2 separate regions of the Sus scrofa genome follow, and region 2 is linked to region 1. Evidence: chromatin contacts called from public Hi-C data. All regions are on one chromosome and are shown on one strand. Each heading gives the region's core, a stretch centred on a gene start, on an enhancer-like site or on the middle of the called end of the contact. The rest is flanking DNA. Distances are from core to core; before and after follow the strand shown. Region 1 overlaps GAB2 (GRB2-associated-binding protein 2). Region 2 overlaps NARS2 (probable asparagine--tRNA ligase, mitochondrial).

What was found. A called contact is a pair of places that touch in the nucleus more often than the background predicts.
Region 2: a Hi-C map of heart right ventricle shows a contact between it and region 1, with 1.7 times the contacts expected there. The contact joins two enhancer-like sites. A contact is called at or near these places in 4 of 47 Hi-C or Micro-C datasets (embryonic fibroblasts, heart right ventricle, liver and 1 more).

The regions. Positions count from the first base shown.
Region 1 is chr9:12,756,373-12,763,812 of Sscrofa11.1, forward strand. All of the region lies in intron 1 of GAB2 (GRB2-associated-binding protein 2), which reads right to left. Among named protein-coding and RNA genes, the nearest start is that of GAB2, 91 kb to the right of the region's middle. Within about 2 kb of position 1,834, at least 17 of the 83 cell types and tissues checked have an H3K27ac peak or open chromatin away from gene starts, as enhancers often do.
Region 2 is chr9:12,899,751-12,906,484 of Sscrofa11.1, forward strand. It overlaps NARS2 (probable asparagine--tRNA ligase, mitochondrial), which reads right to left. Exons shown (of 14, transcript XR_002335551.1): 10 at 5,733-5,799; 11 at 3,677-3,814. Among named protein-coding and RNA genes, the nearest start is that of GAB2, 52 kb to the left of the region's middle. Within about 2 kb of position 3,916, at least 11 of the 83 cell types and tissues checked have an H3K27ac peak or open chromatin away from gene starts, as enhancers often do.

The sequences.
Region 1 (7,440 bases), core at 584-3,083:
AGCCTGGGCCACCCTTGGGGAATTCTGCCCTTCCAGGAGAACGTGGCACAGGTCACCCCCATCGATGAGGAGGTCACGCGCCCCTCCTTGCAGGTTCCCCTGACTATTCCAGTGGCCACAGGAGCCACTCCAGCTCCACCTCCTCTGACAAGCAGGGCTACTGAAGCTTGACCACTGTGACTCGTATCCCATCGAACTCACTTCTGTCACTTTTCTGGATGAAGGAGTAGCAACAGGAAAGAGGTCCCTCACTCAGGGACAGGCTCCAAAGGTGAGGGCAGCAACTGAAACATTTCCTTTGGGGCAGAGTTCCACCTGCAGAAAGGCTGTTGGTTTGGGGTCTGCCTATAAAGAGGCCCTCGTTTTCTAGCTAGAAAATGTGGAGACCTCATGTTTCTAGTTCCTGAGAGTCAGTCTGGTGGCAAAGCTAGCAGGGATGAGCAGGGGGCTCCAGGTGGTGGTACAGTCTCAGCCTGGGAGCAGGTTTTTCTATTCCACAGATGACCTGGGGCCAGTCTGGTGGCCAGGTCTATGCTCTAAGCTGTCGGTCTCCCAGAATTCCTCAGGAAAGGGTGTGCTTTCAGGCAGCTGCCGTTCCTGTTAGCCTGGCCCTGTTCCCCTGCTTGAGTCTCCTTCTGACCTTAGGGTCAGATACCCTCCTTTATCAGCCCCAAATGGTTCTTTTCACATGTACTAAATGCACATGCATGCACACACTCAGCCCATGTCTCCCTCCCCTGCTTTTTCTGAAACTGGTGAGCAAGCTGAGAGCCAGCTCTGCCAGGTCATCACGGGATCTTGTGTTGTGTATTCATGGTGGTCTTGCAGGTTACCTTGGCAACATGTTCATTGCTTTTTGGCTTTTATTGTACAGTGAATGTTATAAATTTTGTTCTGAGTTTTGTAACTTTGCAGCATTTTAGATATCGTTGTGCCTGCACTTTGCTGTATAGAGTAAAAGGTTTGTATTGAATAAACCCAGGATTAGAGTGCAAAAAAAAAAAAAAAAAAAAAAAAAGGGAAAAGTAAGAGGGAGATTATTTTGCACTTTCTCCAAGCTGTGTGGTGTTTATGTACAAGAATAATAACTACATACATTTACTCCATGTCAGGCACTGAGCTATGGTACTATAGATATATTTCATCCTTACAACCATCCTATGAGTAGTTACTATTATTATCCCATTTTAAAGATGAAGCAACTGGAGCATGAAGCAGCTAAATAACTTAACCATAGATAAGAAAACCTATGAAGTGCCAAAGCCAGGACTCCTGACTTTTTTCCTCTGAGCTCTTCTTGCTAACCAAGCCTTCCTCTTTTAAACTCAGACCTGCCTTTATAGCTTTCATCCAAGAATTTCTCCAGCTTCTTAGGTCCGAAGTATTAGGACTCTCAACGATGGTAGCAGAAACAGGAACTGAAAATAAGACATTATTCAACAATACACAGCTTTCTGTTGACTCTTAGCATTAGAGAATCTTTAGGTGGTGATCTCCCAAGGAACCTGGGTTCAATCCTCAGTCTGCTATTTACCGTGTGATCGCGGGAAAGGTCCAAGACCTCTCTAAGACTCCTCAAGAAAGAATCACCTGCTCTGTTTATCTGAGGAGATTGTCATGAGAATCAGAAGTGCATAAGCATTAGCGTGACCTCTGGGACCACTCTGAAGACTTTTTTAAAGTTCTTCAAATGGTTTGGATCAATGCAGTTGCCAGATAAACAAAGTGTTACCCACTACAATAAAGCAGATAGTCCTGGGACTGGATCAGATCCTGGATTGCAGAGAATATTAATAGCCACTCTTGCTTTGCATGTGAGCCTATGTAAAGCAGCTCATGTGATTTCTGTCTGACTCAGATGCTCAGTGAATGGTGCCTTTCCTTGGCCCTCCACCCCCACCCCTCCCCTGCCTTTGTGCTTTTATGGGTGAATTACAAGGGACTTGATATTCCAGAGGTTAAGGAATAGCCTAGTTAGGAATGGAACAAGAACGGCCTGGTAATCCCCCAACTCAGGATCGTTGGGGATCATGAGCAAGACTCACAGCCTCCCTGTGACTTTTTTTTCCAGCCCCCAAAGAGGCTGATTCCTTTGTTCAGGGTACACCATGGAGTCCTGCCAAATGCAAATAAACTGTCTATGGGGCACATGCCAAGCTATGCTGGGAGCAGGCTCATTACTGCCACAGTCACTACAACAAATAACAACAAAAGCCTCTAGGTGCAAATTAGCACACATAATAAACTTAATTCAAGAAACACTGAAGAGATCCTTAGTTGCATTTTAATTTACATGGCACCATTTATCACGCAAGTGCCCTGGGGCCTCTGCAAATTGAAAATAAGACATCGGTACAGATTAGCTTCTACTATGCTCAGTGATCTTACCAACTTAAATCCACTATCATACACGCATACACATGTGTGTACGCGGATGCACACTGACACTCACCCACACACAGTGAAGGGAATGTAGAGAAGCTTGCAGAAAGAGTAACTAAGAGAGCTCAGTCTCGAAGTTATGAGAGAAGTCTCTGTTCTAGCCCTAACTGGATTATTCCTTAGCCTCTGGACTTAGAAGTATCAAGACTCATGTAATTCACTCATTAAAGCACAAAGCCAGGAGGGGAAGTAAAGGAGTCATCCATGGCCCCCCTGAGTCGGAGAGGCATCACATGAGGTACTTTACATCGGACTCACATGTAAACGGGAGTAGTTGCTAATATTCCCAACAGTCTGAGGCAACATTATTGTGATGGAACTTTCAAGCTCTTCTGCAAAGTAACAGCCAGTGTGTTACAAGAGGGACAAAGCACCAGCATAATAATGGCTGGCACGTGAGCATCAATATGATGTGTCAGTATGGTGCTAAACTCTGCTCACGTACACTGATTGTCAGTACTCACAGCCACCTGGGAAGTACATGATATTATCTTCATTTTGTGGATGAACAAACTGAGTTGTTTCAAGTGGGAAGCATCTTTCCTGGTCAGTCACCCAGGTCAAGTCCCACCTCAATCGTCTATCTGGGTGACCTCAGCCAAAGCCCTCAACGCTGCTGTGCTTTAGCATCCTAACAGTGAAATGGAGCTAAGACCAGTCCTCCCTGCCACTCATAAAATGGCAAGGGCTACATGTTAACAGAATAGGAAAGGGCAGGTAAAAGTATCTCGTCCTTTCCTAAGTAGACTGCCATCCATGGCAGGCAGGAACCATGTCACATGATCTTTTAAAATCCCTCCAAGTCAGGCGGAAATGCACATGCTGGATGGTTATGCGTTCATAATCACTATGAACAAAAACTGTCCAGTCATCTTTTCACCATATTTACTGAGCACCCACTTCTGTTGGTGGCACGTGCCACATGCTGTGGCGATGTAGAGATGAACATGGGGCCCCCGGAAAACAGAGCACTGCACTAGAGGCAGCGAGACTAAAATGACCTTGTGGTTAAAGTTAGGACTTGTTTCTGGAGCCCTGAGACCAACACAGCTCAAGTACAGGTTCACGGTGGCTGAAAGGAAATCACACAGAGAAGGCTGAGAAGACAGGTTGGGACAGACTAAATGACCCTCCTAAAAGAATTTCACCAGAGTCAGCAAACTGAAGGAGCTACCCTAGGAGAATCAGAGAAGTACAGACAGCCGAGGGAAGAGGAGAGTCAAGGGGCAGAAGTAGAAGTGCCCTCAAGTGCCCCAGAAGCTACTGAGTCCCGCTCAGGGCTAGCTGCCTGTGCAGTTTATCTTCCTCCCTCTCCATTCCCTTCTTCCCCTCACTTTACATCATAAATGGTCTTTTTCCCCTTCTTTTATGCCTGTGGCTTACCTAGGTTACCAAGGGCCCAGAAATAATTCAACTTCTGTTTTCTCATCTATAAGACAGTCATAACACATCCCAGGATTATCATGCCTATAAAATGATGGAACAAATGGTGATGGGAAAGCAAGAATGAACATGGACTTCATAAACCATGTACAAAAAAATTAACTAAAAATGGATCAAAGACTTAAATGTAAGATCTAAAACTACAAAAACTCTTAGAAGAAAACATACAGGGAAAGCTCCATGATGTTGGAATTGGCAATGATTTCTTGGCTATAACCCCAAAAGCACAGGTAACCGAATAAAAAAAATAGGTCAAGTGAACTATGTAAAAATTAAAAACTTCTGTGAATCATAGGACACAATCAAAAAACCAAAAAGACAACCCATGGAATAAGAGAAATAGCTGCAGATCATATATGTGATTTTAAGGGGTTAATATCCAGACTATAGGAAGAACTGTTACAACTCAGCACAGCAACAAAAATAACCTGATTAAAATACAGGCAGAGGATTTGAAGAGACATTTCTCCAAAAAAGATATTCAAATGGCCAATAAGCACCTGAAAAAATCCTCAACATCACTAATCATTATGAAAATGCAAATCAAAACCACAGTGAGATACTACCCCACATCCACCGAGATGACTGCTTTCAAAAAAATGGAAAATAACTAGCGTTGTTAATGATGTGAAGGAAGTGGAACCCTTGGGCACTGTGGTGGGAATGGAAGATGGTTCAGCTACCATGGAATACAGTCTGGTAGTTCCTCAAAAAAATTAAAAATAGAATTTCCATATGACCTAGCAATCCCACTTCTGAGATTATACCAAAAAAAGAACTGAAAGCAGGGTCTTGAACACTATGTGTGTACCCATGTTCACAGGAGCATTATTATTCAAAATAACCAAAAGGTGGAAGCAATCCAGTGCCCTTGCATGGATGAGTGGAGAAATAAAATGTAGTATATACATACAATGGAATATTATTCGCCTTGAAAAGGAAGACCATTCTGACACATGCTACAAGAGGGATGAACCTTCCAATTTTATCCTTAGGAAATAAACCAATCACAAAAAAGACAACTCCTGTATGTTCCACTTATAGGAAGTACGTAGAGAGGTCAAACGCATAGACACAGCAAGTAGATGGTAGCTGTCAGGGGCTGAGGGAATAGGGAGTTATTGTTTAATGGGTACCCAGCTTTGGTTTTGCAAGATGGAAAGAGTTCTAGAATGGGTGGTGGTGAAGGTTGCACAACAGTGTGAATTTAATTAATGCCACTGAACGTGTACACTGAACAACGGTCTGGTTGGTAAGTTTTTTATGTGGGGTATTTTACTATAATTTCTGGAAAAGGAGTAAGTTTCTAAAAATAAAAATAAGTTAATACATATAAAGAATCAGAAAAAAAAAAAAAACCAACAAAAGCACTTGGCAATGAACCTTAGTTCCTTCCTCTCCTGCTGATGCAATCCTTTATTTCAAGGTTCTTTTCTACTTACCTAAGGGGTTCAGACTGCATCAGGTTTTCCTAGCTCTGCCATTAAATTTGGCTGTGCAACACAGGGAAAGCTCCTTCCCTCACTGAGCTTTGGGATTTTTTTAAATCATTTTTTTTTAAAGAGGAAAAAAAGGATTATACTTCGTTCCCTTTCAGATCTAAAAAGTAGAACCCACTGAAGGTTAAAGAGATCAAGAACAGGCTGCAGAAAGGAAGGAAATGAATTATATTTGAGCACATATTATGTGCAAAATATTGTGGTAGGGGCTGGGGGATTCACAAATACAAATACCCAACAGGAAGGATAACTCCTGATTTGGGGAAAACAAACGTTGATCTCACCACCTATGGCATAGGTTCAGGAGAGAGAGTGGTGAACTGCTAGGGGAAAATCGAGGAAAATCCACCAAAGAGGTGATCACTGAGGGACCCTGATATTTGAGGAGGGAGGTGAGGCATTAGAAAGAGTTAAGTAGGTTGAACAGAGGCAGAAGGGCAAGCAGGGCAGAAGGATCAAGACGAGCCCCTTGGAGAGAATGGATGCACGGGTCAGGGCAGAGTCCAAAGGAGAGGTGGAAGCCAGACTGAAAAAGCAGCTTGGGGTCGTGGTACTAAACGCCAAAACAGCTGGGCAGAGGGACCTGGAGTTTACGCTGAAGGCAGTAGGGAAGCAGTGACAGTTGAAACTGGAATGACAAGACCCGACGTGCACGTCATAGAAATATTACTTTGGCAACGGTGCACTAGAGGGCAGATTAAGGGAGACAGGAAGCTATTGCCGTCGCCCAGACAAAACAGGATGAGGGCCTGAACCACAGCAGGGGCCGTGGCAGTGGGCAAGGGCAGGGAAGAAAGCTTTCTTTGCTTCATGCAGCTCCCATAGATAAAGGCAGGAATGGTGAACTCCAGAAGGTTGGCTCTTACACATTACAGACCTTGAACCACGTTCTTAATTCTAAACAGTTTTTGACTAATTCTGAATGTCCCCAGGTCCAGGGCAATCACTCAAAGGGAGGAAACTGGCATAAAAGTTAATCTGTTTCAGCTGCTAGGCTGCCCTCACCCCTGCCCCCCTTCTCAACAGAAATAATGCAAGGCAGCAATGGAAAAAGGAGCATCTGGCTGCAGTAAAGACCCATCCCTTCCCATGCTGGAGCTGTTGGCTCATCCTTGGAAATCACAACAATCAAGAATGGAGAATCGTTCTTTTCATCCCTTCTCACAGCATTATCCCAGCAGCCTCATCCCTTAACAATGGTGTGGTTTGTGTTATGTTTTCCCTCCACCACTGCCCCCCACCCCCCGCAACGGCACAACAGAGATGCTGTGCCCCAGGGGCCACTGAGGTTGTGAGCCTCACAGCCTCTGAACAAGTCTTTGAGGGGTAGGATGCTCCTTCAGAAAGAGCTGCTTGAAGCACTCACTGGATTAAGAAGATTTAACAACATTAACTAAAAAGCATGGGGAAGCCCATTCCCCCTCCTCCTCTAGTAAACTAGCAAAAAAGATTTTAATGACATTTCCCAGGGGTGGTCAGTGTGTGATTAAACAGACACCCTTGTCCATTGCTCCAAGCTATTTGTTGATATGATGTGTTTGGAAAACAATTTGGCAGTATTTCAAAAGCCTGAAAAATGTTCATCTCCTTTTGCCCAATAAATCTCATTTCTGGCAAGTGACGAAGGGAATAATTCAAAGAAAAGAAAACTATATGCGTAAAGATACGAAGTACAGCACTAGAAGGGAAAAAAAGTGGTAAAGTTTCTATTCTTCAGAATTTTTTTCTCCCATACGCTCTGTAATGGTGGTGACCTCTATGGCTCTTGACAGAATCAGATTAAACAACAGAAACTATAATCTCTCTTTCACCTTCATATACATCTCAAAGAATACCTGCCGTAGAAAAACTTACCACATAATTAACCAAACTCACCAACAGTTACATTAGAGGCTTTCTACTCATTTTATAGGATAACGAATTATTATTAAAAATTCATTTAACATAATTGGAATTCCCATCGTGGCGCAGCAGAAACGAATCTGACTAGGAACCATGAGGTTGCGGGTTCAATCCCTGGCCTCGCTCCGTGAGTTAACGATCCAGCGTTGCCTTG
Region 2 (6,734 bases), core at 2,666-5,165, 150 kb after region 1:
TTAAAAAAATGGGCAGAAGACCTAAACAGACAATTTTTCCAAGACGACATACAGATCACCAAAAAACACATGAAAAGATGTTCGACATCACTCATTATTAGAGAAATGCAAATCAAAGCCACTATGAGGTACCGTCTTTCACCAATCAGAATGGCCATCATCAAAAAGTCCACAAACAATAAGTGCTGGAGAGGTGTGGAGAAAAGGAAACCCTCATTCACTGTTGGTGGGACTGTAAATTGGTGCAATCACTACAGAAAACAGTATGGAGATCCCTCAAAAAACTAAAAATAGAATTGCCATTTGATCCAGAAATCCCCCAGTCTTCGGCATCTATCCAGAGAAAACCTTGACTTGAAATGAAACAGGTGCTCCCATGACCACTGCAGCACTATATACAATATCCAAGACATGGAAGCAATCTAAATGTCCATCGACAGAGGAGTGGATAAAGATGTGGTACATACACACAATGGAATATTACTCACATAAAAAGGAATGAAATAACGGCATTCATAGCAACATGATGGACCTAGAAATTATCATGCTAAGTGAATTTAGTCAGACGGTGAGACACCAACATTATATGCTATCAATTATATGTTGAATCTCAAATAAAGACACAAGGAATTTATTTGCAGAACAGAAAATGACTCACAGACTTTGAAAAACTATGGTTACTAAAGGAGACAGGTTGGTGGGGGAGGGATGGGCTGGGGATTTGGGATGGAAATATTATAAAATTAGACTGTGATGATGGTTGTACAACGATAAGTATAATAAAATTCACTGAGTTAAAAAAATAAAGTGAGGGTAGAAGCAGATAGTTTGTACAAGTAGGTTGATAACAAATCTAGGTTGTATATAGTTTAAATTATATTTTAATAATTTAGCTCTGGGAACCTCCACGTGCTGTGGGCGTGGCCCTAAAAAGATCAAAAAAAAAAAAAAGATGTGGTACATATATATAATGGAATACTATTCACCCATTAAAAAGAATGAAATAATGCTCTCTGCAGCAACATGGATGGATGTAGAGATTATTATACTGAATGAAGTAAGATAGACAAGTATCATATGATATCATTTATATGTGCAATCTATAAAAACTGCACAAAAGAACTTACTTATAAAGCAGAAACAAACTCACAGATTTCAAAACCAATCTTATGGTTACCAGAGGGGAAACCATTGGGGGGAGAGAAGAATTAAGAAGGTGGGAATAACCTTATAGATTTTCCTGTGCTATACATCTGATCAATGAGAACCTACTGTACGGCACAGGGAAATCTATTCAACAGTTTGTAATAACCTATATGGGAAAAATGAATGGATATATTCATATTCATATGTATGACTGATTCATTTTGCTTTACACTTGAAACAAATGCAACATTATAAGTCAACTCCAATAAAATAAAAAAAAAAAAAAAGAAAGTCTGTTGCGCTTAATAAAGTGATCCCAGGCCTTCAGCGGTGCAATTAGAGGGAATAATTGGAAATCACATTGGAGGGATGAGGCAGGAGTACTCGATGCTGTGGTGGTTACAGAATACTCACTCACCATCCTGAAGATGTCAGGAGTTTCATTTGAGAAAGCGAAACTTACACAAAGACTACAAAAAACAGACATTCTACGATCAGTTTTACTAATTCCTTAAATGCTACAGAAATCCGTGCAAAAAGGCTTTTACAGAGAAGGAAAGCCTTAAGCAGAGTATTTCTAAAAAATGCACAAGGGTCTGTGTCTTAGTTTAGTGTACAGACCTGGAAAGAGCTGCCCTCCTCTCAGCTCCAACGAGTTTCCATTTCCTTTTTCTTTTGTTCTATTTTTAATTGCTCATTTGTAAAGGTGTCCTAATCTTTCCTAGCTTTTACCTCTTAGAAACTCTTTACTAGTTTTCCTTTGTGTTTGTGAGCTCTTCTTATAGCCTGGAAGGGTCGCTGTATTCTGTATGAATGCATGGCATGATACAACTAACTTAAGAATCTTTTATAAATAAAGTTTGCATTAACTAAAAAAAAAAAAAGAGAGAGAGATGCACTAGTGCAAGACTGAAAATTGCTCTACGCAGGAAAATTATGAGAGGACTACATGGAGTGTGTGATGGGGAGGGAGGTGGAAGTAGGATAGGGCGGAGTGATTAAAAAAAAAGCCAAGAGAAACGACACAGCACCACTGTTTTGTGATGAAAGCTCAACACTGTGAATTATCTAAGACTGGATAATCTATGCCCTAGACACTATTTTCTTTGCTGCCAACTTGTGGGCCTTCGTTTCTCATAATCAGTTATACCAGAGTTGGTAAGGAAAAGAGAAAATGAGAATCATAAATCAATTGCGCTGCTCATTGGTTTTGGATAACGTTGGTGTGAAAGCTGGGGGTGAGTAAAATCAGTGGTTAAAATGCAATTTTATATTTGGGGTTCTGCGGCAGTGTGACAGAGTGGAAAAGAACACAGACTTCAGAGCCAGAAGGAATCTGGTTTAAATACTGACCCTGTCACTTATCACCCATGCAGCCTTGGGGATGCAATCAGTCTCTATGCACCCAGTTTTCTATACATAAAATGGGTTAAACAATAAGTTACTTGGCAGGGTTGTTCTGGGAATTAGTACTTTTCTTTTTTGGCCACCCCATGGCATATGGAGTTCGGATATGAGCCGTACCACAGCGGGAGCTCTGGCAAGGTTGTTTTGAGACTTAGAGATGACAGCGCTTCCTTACACTAATTGGTGGCTAATACTGTTTTTGTAATGCTGTAAGAGAAGACAGGAAATACATTCAAAGCAATAACCTTGTATACCTAAGATGAAGTCATTTTATTTACCGGTAGGTCCTGATCTACACCTTCTGGCTGGGATTTATCTAGAGACAAGTGAAAAGCTCCAGATAGCACAGTTTAGGTATGGGACCTTTTCTGAGAGAAACATATCTGTCTCACGGACTTTTACAATTAATGCTACTAAATATATAACTATTCAATATTTATTTAAAGGCTCACATATATTCTTATTTTACATCACTGCCAATTTTATAAAGAGGAGAAGAAACAAAAAAGAGGAAAAAAAGGAAATCAGAATTCAGAAAGCAACTGCAGTTGAGGGTAAAGGAAGAACAGAGGAGAAGCGGTAAAGAGAGCAGACAGACGGAGGAGCTGGAAGAGGACGGTCCACAAGGACGCCTGCCCAGACCTCTTGGCTCCCTCCCCAGTGCTCCCCCGACTATCTCGACTTGATAACACAGCACTCCGAGCTGCCTGCTCTGCCGACCTCGCTCTCCCTTTGTCTGATCATGCCACTCTATCATCTCTACCCAACACTCACCCACCCCTGCAGTCTCCTAATCAGTATTTAACTTGACAGCAGACCGGGCATATTGCTATACAGGGCTCTCGTGCTCTAAGTCATTTAAACACCAAAACAAACACACCTACATTCACGCCCGCTCCACGGAGAAGGCCACCCTGCAACAGAAATGAGGACGTACGCTTCCAGAACTCCGGGATCTTCTCCGGGAACACACTGCCAGAGGTGCCTTTGTTACCATTTTAAGAGGTGGGAAGAGTGACGCATAGAATTTAAGAAAATATGGCCAAGGGTAAAAGAAATTAAATCGAGGGAAAGCCCCAGACTCTGAACTGCCTAACCCCAGTTTACACATGTCTCTTCTTACTGTGTGCCGAGGGCCATCTTCGTTATCCCTCATGTAGAATGGCTTGAGAGATAAGGGATAATTAATGACAAAGACCGGGATGTCACCACAATGCTTCACCAGGTACTTTTCATGCTCCGTGTGTAGATCAGCACCCCACTGTAATGAGAAAAAGAAATGACCACAGGAGAAGACAGAGCTGAAACAGACAATGTAGGACCTAAAAATAACTTTCATCAGTGCCAAGGGCTTCCTCTCCCGGAGGATCAGGGATGCGTGGAGCTGTCTGCTGAGGTTACACAGACAGATAAACTGGAGAGAGATGTGTGTTAACAAGAGTATCCAAAGGCCTGGAAAGATGAAAGCTGAAACCAGCAGATAAACACTGTGCTTTCTGTGCTCCATCTCAGGGAGCACTTAGCAGATGAATAGCATCTATAAGAAAACACAGTATGTTTTCCATGGTGTATAAAAGCTGATTCAGAATCACAGTTTCAGGAAATTAAATGATTAAAGATGATATTCCTAATATTGAGTCTATCTTTGGCTAGACGGCTTCTTCCAGTGAATTTTTTTTTTTTTAGATAAAAGAGTCAACTTGTGTATCAGATGCTCTTTGATGAATATTTGTAACACTATTCATCGATTTATTCAGCAAATACTAATGTGTTTATTAAATCCCAGTACCACACTAGGCACTAGAAAGAGTGGTGAGAAAAACAAGATCTGACTTCATGAAGCTTCTAGGGTACAAGAAAAACATTAAATAAAAAATTACACACAGAAATCAATTGATTATACATATAACTAGTGCAGGGCCCTTATGACTTAAGAGAGCATCTGACTTAACTGGAAATGGAATTGGTGTAAGAAATAGTTTGAGGACAAAGGTATTACACTCTTAACATTACCTTATTATTCTCACTTGTCTGGCAATATCTTAAGTACAGGAAGGGAGCAGTGGAATAGGAATAAGGAGACTTGCCTCTAACATTACATGCATGCCCACTTTCCAGGCCTATATCCTTGCCAGTAAAATAAAGGAGTTTTGGAAAAAAAAAACAAAAAACACAAAAAAACCCCCCAAACTCTTATTTTCCAAAGTGGCTCACAAATTAAAAGGCTCTATAAGGTTCAACAGAAAAAGGAAAGCTGTTTAATGTGTTGCCTAAACTTCTTTGATCACATAACCTCTTTTGTCTATCATCACCTGTTAACATCATTCAAAATATACTACGGAAAACACTGAACTAGCTGATTTCTACACTGATAGGCTATGATTACCATTCTTTCCAAGGAATTTCATCTTCCTAAACTTGGAAAATTTCTTTGTAACCCTTTTGTCACTGCTATTCCAAATGATATGATGCTACTTCAAAATTATTTTTCATTCTAAATATTTCAACAAGGTTCAGTAAGTGTTGAAAAGAAAAAAAAAAAAAAAAAAAGTCAATGTTGGAGTTCCCGTCATGGCACAGCAGTAATGAACCCAACTTGTATCCATGGCTGTGCTCAGTAGGTTAAAGGATCTGGCTTTGCTGTGAGCTGTGGTGTAGGTCACAGACATGGCTTGGATCTGGTGTCGCTGTGGCTGTGGTGTAGGCCGGCAGCTGCACCTCCGATTCAACCCCTACCCAGGGAACTTTCCTATGCCACGGATGTAGCTCTAAAAGGACAAAAAAAAAAAAAAAAGCCAATGTACAGATATGCAAATATTGCACATTGCTAGTAAAAATAAGAGAGAGTGCCTGTCTTGACACAGCAGAAATGGATTCGACCCCTGGCCTCGATCAGTGGGTTAAGGACCCAGCGTTGCTGTGAGGTGTGGTATAGGTTGCAGATACAGCTTGGATCTGATGTTGCTGTGGTTGTGGCATGGGTCGGCAGCTGTAGCTCCAATTAGACCCCTAGCCTGGGAGCCTCCATATGCCGAGGGTGCAGCCTCTAAAAAGGCAAAAAAAAAAACCCCCCAAAAAAACAAAAAAACCAAGATATTTTAAAGGATGAAATCAGATAAACATAAGAGTGAACCATACATTCATACATAAATATATGTATATATAAAAATAACTACTACCTCTGGGGTGAAGGTGAAGTTCTCGGATGCTTGCTTTAAGATCTCCACTGCCTCAGTATAAGAAATGCTGGAGAGAAACAGGGTGAAAGCAGACAAAGGTCAGTACATTGGGCTGCTGTTAACTAAGGCATTGAAAACTGGAAAAAGCCTATTACCATACAGTCTTTGATATCACACACGAATATTAAATGATTGTTTCGTTACTAGGAATTAAGGTTAACCTAATCCTACAAGAGTCTGATCAGTGTGACGAGAAATGGCCATTCAATGACACCACTCCTGATCTACCTGCAGTTTACATGGAGAAGCTAGTCACTTAAGACAGTAAAGATTTTTCTCTGAATTCATGTTATAACAATGCCCTAATAAAAGGGGTAAAAGACTGGAGCTGAAAAGAGCAAGTCTCCCCCTAAAGCTGTCATTTACAACACTTACTATGTGCTAGGCATTATTCTAGGCACTGGAGGTACAGTAAATAAAAACAAAGCCCCAGCCTTTACGGAGCTATCCGTGTGTGTGTGTGTGTGTGTGTGTGTGTGTGTGTGTGTGTGTGTGTGTGTGTGTGTGTGTGTGTGTGTGTGTGTGTGTGTGTGTGTGTGTGTGTGTGTGTCTGTGTGTGTCTGTGTGAGTGTGCACAATGGAGGTTTGGGGAAAGAGATGAAAAGAAATAATGTAACACCAGGGAGCTATTGGTACTATGAAGAAAAACAAAGCAAGGTAAAAACAGGGTGTTTGGGTGCTATTTTTTTTTTTTTTTTTGGTCTTTTTATGGCTGCACTTGTGGAGGTTCCCAGGCTAGGGGTCGAATTGGAGCTGTAGCTGCTGGCCTATACACCATAGCCATAGCTACAGCCACACCAGATCCAAGCTGTGTATGTAAACCTACACTACAGCTCACGGCAACACTGGATCCTTAACCCACTGAGCGAGGCCAGGGATCGAACCTACGTCCTCATGGATACTAGTCAGGTTCATTTCCCTTGAGCCACGATGGAAACACTC